2 separate regions of the Ovis aries genome follow, and region 1 is linked to region 2. The links are chromatin contacts, called in public Hi-C maps. All regions are on one chromosome and are shown on one strand. The core of a region is the stretch at or near the end of the contact, and the rest is flanking DNA. Distances in the headings are between cores, read along the strand shown. Region 1 holds the start of CLDN3 (claudin 3). Region 2 has its middle 9.1 kb from the start of TMEM270.

Region 1 (3,549 bases), core at 508-3,007, 54 kb before region 2:
GACACAATTCTACCCAGTTTCCTTTGGTGGTGTGTTTTACCAAAACAATAGATCTTTTTGTTCTCCTTTCCCAAATATGAAATCATAGCATTGAATGTGCTCTTTCACATGCCGCAGGGTGATTCAGGCATTGGGGAGCGCTTTGGAGGGCCGGTGTCCCAGGCGCAAACCTGAAGGGGGTCCCTGACATCCCCCCACCTCCTCCATGCCCAGGAGTGCACCTGCCCACCCCTCCGGAGTGGGCCTTCCTTGTCTGAATCCCCAGTGAATAGGCCAAAGGACCAGCTAGCTAGTGAGTACCCAGCTCAGTTTACAACTTATTGAAACTCTCTAAGCTTCATCCCGCAGCTGGAGCGCAGAATTCAGCCAGGGCCAGTCCTTGGGGGGCGCACGCGGGGCGGGGGGGCGGGGGGTGGTGGTGGTTGGGAAGGGGAAGTTCTGCAAGTAGGTGGAGGCCTGTCTGCGCTCAGGACAAGGAGGCACCAGTAACTGCAAAACGAAAGATTTTTATTGAAAAATATCGTGGCCCCTTTTCAAAGCTGCGGGTCCCTGCGCAAAGAGAACTTTGTGGCCACAGTCCGACCAGGCGGGCAAGTAGCGGTGGTCACCCCAGTTCCGCGCACCAGAGGGGCAAGGTTTCAAAGGTTCGTGCCAGCAGGCCCCTGGGCTCCACAGTCCCGCTCCCCGGGCCCGGGGAGGGCTAGCAGCTGGGGAAGGGGGTGCCGGGGGGGCCCCTCCCAGTCCAGCGAGTGAGCAGACAGGCATCTGGGGGGCGGGGGCTGGTCTCCGATGCAAGGCTGCACGCAGGACTGGTGGGCGCGCCAGCTTGTGGGAGTGGTCGGGACTTCCCGCGGTCACCCCATCAGACGTAGTCCTTGCGGTCGTAGGCCGTGCCGGTGCCCGTGACCGGCCCGGTGGAGCGCGGCGCCGAGTAGACGATCTTGGTCGGCGCGTAATTGTCGCGCGGCGGGCAGGAGCAACAGAGCAGCGCGCCCCCCAGCAGCTGCAGCGCCGACGCCGCCCAGCCCACGTACAGGGCGGAGCCCATCTCGCGCTTCTGAGCCTCCGGCACCAACGGGTTGTAGAAGTCCCGGATGATGGTGTTGGCCGACCAGGACACCGGCACAAGTGTCAGCAGGGCGGCCAGCAGGAAGAGCACGCCCGCCACGATGGTGATCTTGGCCTTGGCCGTGTCGTCCTGCACGCAGTTGGTGCACTGGGCGCCCACGAGCGCCACGAGGAGCCCGAAGACGGCCAGTAGGATGGCGACGACGATGAGGGCGCGGGCCGCCTGCAGGTCCTGCGGCAGCGCCAGCAGCGAGTCGTACACCTTGCACTGCATCTGGCCGGTGCTCTGCACCACGCAGTTCATCCACAGGCCCTCCCAGGTGATCTGCGCCGTGATGATGCTGCTGCCGATGAAGGCCGTCACGCGCCACATGGGTAGCGCGCAGCACACTATGGTGCACAGCCAGCCCAGCACGGCCAGCGAGGTGCCCGCGATCTCCAGGCCCATGGACATGGCTGCCGCGCCAAAGCCGGCTCTGCCGGGCGGCTCCACGTGCGGGACGACGAGGGGCCGGGGCCGCTGGGGCCTGGGCGGGAGCAGCGGTGCAGCCGACGGACTGACGCCCCGCTTGACGGACGGACCGACGAACGGACACAAGGGTGGCGCGCGCTAACGGCTCCGCTCTGCCGGTTGGCGCAGCGGCTGCGCCTGCACCTGCCTGTGGCTTTGTAGGCGGGCGGCTGCGACTGGGCTGGCCCCTAGGAAGGGGCCGGTTAGTCTTCGATCCCGGCCCAGCGCTCCGGCGGGGGCGGGAGGGGCGGAGCCGCGCTCTCCCAGGCCTGGGGACAGTGACGTGGCCCCTCTTCTCCCTTCACTAAAGTGCCCCGGGAGGAAGCACTTGGCCAGGAGTGGCTCAAGGCGCCAGGGTGCGGGCTGCCTAGAGGGCGGGGCCGAGACCTGCGCTCCAGCCCCTCGCTCCTGCCCACCCCGCCCTCGCCCCAGTGCTCGGAAAGGAATTCTCCGGGGAATGGGGTGAAAAGCACAACCTGCTTGACACTCCACCACTCTACCCGCAGCAAGGAGGCGTGGGGAGGCGGGTGCTGCCAGTGGCCCGGGATCCACGGGGAAGGGGCGGGCAGTGTGGGCGTGGCCAGCCAGCTGTGGGCGTGGCCCAGAGTTTACGAGAGTGGGCGGCTGTCCTCCGAGCCGCGCACCTGCTCCTCGTCCCCCTGGCTCCTGAGGCAGCGCTCCTCCCTGCGCGCGCTCTCTGCCTGATCCAGGCCCATGGGACTGCCAGTCCTGGTCGTCTGGACTCAGAAGCGGGGGACAGCCCGCAAAGGTGCCCTGAAGACACGCCTGAGCCAGTGCTGAACTCAGATTCTCTAGCCTCTCCGCAGTTCCCATGTCTTCACCCTCACAGTGTCCCTGGATCCCTTTCGCTGAGCTGGCCTCGCCTCCTAGAAACACCGCACTCGCACCCTCCTCCCACAAAGCCCAGGTCCTAACCCGGAGGAGTCAGTACCCACCTTATTGAAACGATGGTGAGAGACTTTTGATCCCGGCAAAGGTGGGAAGTCAAAGACATTATCTCTAATGGCCTTGCTCCCACACCTGAGCTATCCCTCACCTTGCTCTCTGTCCTACAGAGGTGACCTTGGAGATTCTGTCCCTCACTTCCCCTCTCCTCAGGGCCCCCACCCTTGCCATGTCCTCTACAGGGATAATGTAGAGACCACATGGCCCGTTCTTTCTACCTTTCAGCTTTTTGCTCCCAGCCAGGCCTTCCCCTGACCACACTATTTAAAATCACAGCTGGGAATTCCCTGGCTGTCCAGTGGTTAGGGCTCCATGCTTTCACTGCCATGGCCCAGGTTCAATCCCTGGTTAGCACAAGGTAAGGATCCCCCAAGCTAGGATCTCACAAGATTCCCCAAGGGCCACGTGGCCAAAAAATAAATAGATAAAGAATTTAAATTGCAGCTATTCACCCCACAATGCCCTGTCCCCGTTTTTATAGTTTAAATTCCTTTTAGCATTTCACACTGCCTGTTATTTGCTTTCTGCTCTGGTATGTCAGCTCCACTGGGACATCCAGAATGCCCCCAACAAGGCAAGGGTTTCTGCTGGTTTTATTCACTGCCATGTCTCCAGTGTCTGGAACCATGTTGGGTCCTGAAGACAAAGTTGATGTAGTGACTTAAAAAAATTTTTTTTTACTTATTTGGCCGCGCGCACAAAATCTTCTTTTCAGCAGGGGAACTCTTAGCTGGGGCATGCGGAATCTAGTTCCACAACCAGGGACTGAACCCTGGGCCCCCTGCATTGGGAGTGCAGAGTCTTAGTCACTGAACCACCAGGAAAGTCCCTGATCTAGTGACTTGAATGGAGGATAAGCATCACTTTCTTGCCTTCCTGCAACCTTGTCTGCCCCGGGGGGCCCCCTCCTCCTGGCATGAATGACTGGTGATGGGATATTACCCTGTTACCTGCCTTTGGAATCTAGTCGGAACCTTGGGCACTTTGAGGTGAGAGGAGGGACC
Region 2 (3,618 bases), core at 58-2,557:
GGTTTTTTTTTTTTTTTTTTTTGGCCTGATTACTCTTCTTTCAGATCTTTTCTCGCCTGGCTTGTTCTCAACCTCAAGGTATCCACCATTTGGAGTGAACAAATGTTAGTGTTTTGTCATTACGGCTTCTGAATATTTGAAAATAGAAAAAGAGGAATGCATTACAGGTGAAGCTGAAGTTCCCTCTGAGTCTCACCCTCCTCCATCTGCTGCTCTAGGGAACCAGCTACCATCACGAATGGGCAGGGATCTTCTACGTCTTTCTTTGGCCAGAACATGCAGCATGTGGGATCCTAGTTCCCCAAACAGGGATTGAACCTGAGCTCTGTGCTTCCAAGGCCTTGGAAGCACGGAGCTTAACCCCTGGACCACCAGGGAAGTCCCTAGGTCTTGTTTTTTTTAAAAAATATTTTCACTATACTTGTGTCCAGAACAGCATATAATACTGCTTAATGGGTTTGAAAAAATTACACACATGCTATCATTTCACAGCTATTACTCTGTAACTTTCCCCTCTCACGTGACGCTATGTTTTTCAGACCTGTCCATGCTGACGCATATAGATCACATTCATTTTAGCCACTGCTTAGTCATCCCTGAGCCCGATATACCCAGTATATTTATTCATTTTCCTAGTGATGGAAAAAATGCTGCCGCACGCAGTCTCTCACATGCTTTTTCATTCACAGACGAATGCTTCTGGAAGGAGTGCCTTTCAGGCTGGGGTGTGCAACCCTTGAGGGGGTGGTTAAAAACAATCCAACCGGTTGCGAAGCAGGATGGAGAGAAAACAAAGGTGCAGTGAGGGTAGCTGCTATTTTGGTAACTTGCATTTCAGTCTCCCATGTCTGAGTAATGGGTGGTTTTGTACAGGACCCTTCTCACCACTCTGAGAGTCTGAAAAACCAACAGAGAGCTGTGGGCTCAGAGATGGGCAAAGTCCGATGCTCCGGTAGCCCCGTGAGCTCATCCATGCCCAGTGTAGCGTCAGACTTTCTTGGTTTTTGCAAATGAGATAGTATCTCATTGTGGTTTTAATTTTGCATCTCCCTCGCTAACTAACGAAGTCGAACGTCTTTTCCTGCATTCTTGGCTCTTTGGTTTTTTTTTCTCCCTCCTGTGACTTGCCTTTGCCTAGGTGTTCCACTGAGTCACTTGATTTTATCTGACTGATGTGTAGGCGTTCCTTAGATATTCTGTGAATTCTGGCTACTTGTCCTTGGACTGTTTCACGGGTTGCACACCTTTCTTCCAGGCTGTCACTACCTGTTGGCTTTGCTCCAGCTCTCTCTACACCAGATCCAGCAACAAGGAGTTTATCAGTGACTCGGGCCAGGGCAGTGGGGCGGCATGGGCAGAAGCTGTGTGGCCAGTGGCTGGTGGCTGCACAACTTCTTTCAACAATATGGCTTAAATGATCAAGTGAAGGGGCAGTGAGGAACATTTTTCTTTCTTTTAATAAAAATTGTATACTTTTTTTTCCTTTTTGCTGAGTCGCACGGCTTGCAGGATCTCAGTTCACCAGGGATTGAACCCCGGGCCATGGCAGTGAAAGCACCCAGTCCAACCACTAGACCACCAGGGAACTCCCCAAACTGTATACACTTAATGTTTACAGTTTGGTGTTTTGGGATACCTATACATTGTGAAACAATCTCCACAATCCGGCTAAACAACATTTCTGTCACCTCTACAGTCAGCATGTGTTGAGAAGATGTAATTAAACCTAGCCCCTTAGCAAGTTTCAAGTACACAACGCAGCATTGTCAGCTGTCATTGCCGTGCTGCAGGTTAGCTCTTTAAACCTTACTCATCCTGTATAACTGAGACTTCGTACCCTTTGATACTGGAGTGGGTTGTCATTTCCTCCAACCCCAGCCTCTGGCCACCCTCTTTATACTTTCTAAGAGTTCAGCTTTGTTAGATGTTGCATGGAACTGAGGTTAGGCGGTCTTTCTCTTTCTGTGTCTTGCTTATTTCTCTTAGAGTAGTGTCCTCCAGCTCCATCCACGTGGTCACATCTCACACGTGGAAATGTAAATTAGTGCGGCCATTCTGGAACACAGGATGGAGTTTTCTCAGAAAATTAAACTTAGAACTACCTTAGGACCCAGCAAGCCCACTTCTGGGTGTGGCTGCAAAGGAATCGGAATCAGGATTGTGAGGAGGCCCATCTATACCCCAAGTTCACTGCAGTGTTATTCACAGTAGAAATGGAAAGACCCTAAATGTCCTTTGATGAGTGTGTGTTTGGTCAAGCAGTCGTGTCTGACTCTTTGCCACCCTATGGACTGTAGCCCACCAGGCTCCTCTATCCATGGGATTTTCCCATCGAGAATACTGGAGAGGGGTGTCACGCCCTCCTCCAGGGAATCTTCCCGACCCAGGAATCGAACCCACGTCTCCTCTGTCCCCTGCATTGGCAGGTGGGCTCTGTACCACTGAGTCACCCGGGAAGCCCCCTTTTGACGGCCAGAAGGAGCAAGTAGGGAGAGGAGTTGCTGAGGAAGCGTAGGGAGTGGGTGGGTGGGGGGAGATCCCAGAGAGAAGTCCAGGAGAGCCGGCAGAAAACAAGAGTGTGAAACACATTGGTTCTGCATAAATTAATAAATGAATGGGTGAAAATTATATTTTCCATTGTTGTTTTTTGTACCATGCAGCGTGACTTTACAATCTGTTGTGGGCGTTGATGTGCTTTTTGCCCCATTTATCCGAACTTTTTTTGGCGGGTGGTGATGAATGTTTTTCAACAATGGGATGGTTTCACAACTTCATATCCTTTTAAAGAACTCTGTTTAAAGCATTTTCATTCGTGCTTGTGTGCAATAAAGTTTTTGCATTAATTTTAAAGTAGCGATGATCCTTTTCAATATGGTCGTTTTCTTTTTTTTTTTTTTAATTTTACAATCTAGTCTTGGGCTCCAAGTGAATTGTTTGAAAGTGGTTTGATTGCAGTGAATATTTCCACATATTGGTTTATAAATTAACAAAATGCATGCCCTCGGGGTGATTTTTTTTGTAGAAATTTGTACATATTTGAAAGCAACCTGTAGCTTATTTTGTTTTTTTAAAAAATCCTTGCATTCCTTCTCACCTGTGGACGCTGACTTCACTCACCCATGAGCTCCCAAGCATTGGTGCGTGGCCAAGTGCTGGGCAAAGCATTTCACAGACATTATTTCATCGGCTCCTCCCCAAGGCCTCACCTGGCAGATTCTATATATAAACTATGTACCAGCTTTACAGATAAAGAGACCTGGGGCGGGAGCTTAGATTTATGATTAAGTGGTAGAGGTCAGTTCAGTTGCAAGTCTGTCTTATTCCAAAAACCTTTTCCCTTAGTCAGGATAGGTTCTTCAGCTTTCATCAGTTTTTAATGATGGTTTTTGCATTTTCAATCAAGCCATCATTAGAAAGTTAAAAAAAAAAAAAGGCAAGTCACAGTAAGTTTGAAGACATATTTATCAATTTTGCCTTCTTCTGAGTGGAAAAAAAAATGAAGATTTGAAATAAAGTGAGGTTTTCATGTTGGAACGAGGAAGAAAGACTATTCGTCCCCAACATTTCTCAGCGGTTTCGCCTCCAGCGACTCAGGCAGGATGGGACCTGCATCGGGCG

The links. Hi-C and Micro-C count contacts between places; a contact is called where the count stands out from the background.
Region 1: a contact with region 2 is called in a Hi-C map of mixed tissues, with 3 times the contacts expected there. The contact joins the promoter of CLDN3 here to the enhancer-like site in region 2. A contact is called at or near these places in 3 of 16 Hi-C or Micro-C datasets (liver, mixed tissues and skin fibroblasts).

The regions. Positions count from the first base shown.
Region 1 is chr24:33,969,471-33,973,019 of ARS-UI_Ramb_v3.0, reverse strand. CLDN3 (claudin 3) reads right to left here and starts at 1,757. Exons shown (of 1, transcript XM_004020967.5): 1 at 487-1,757. The coding sequence starts at 1,522. The coding sequence ends at 863.
Region 2 is chr24:33,915,035-33,918,652 of ARS-UI_Ramb_v3.0, reverse strand. No RefSeq gene overlaps it. Among named protein-coding and RNA genes, the nearest start is that of TMEM270, 9.1 kb to the right of the region's middle. Within about 2 kb of position 1,307, at least 5 of the 54 cell types and tissues checked have an H3K27ac peak or open chromatin away from gene starts, as enhancers often do.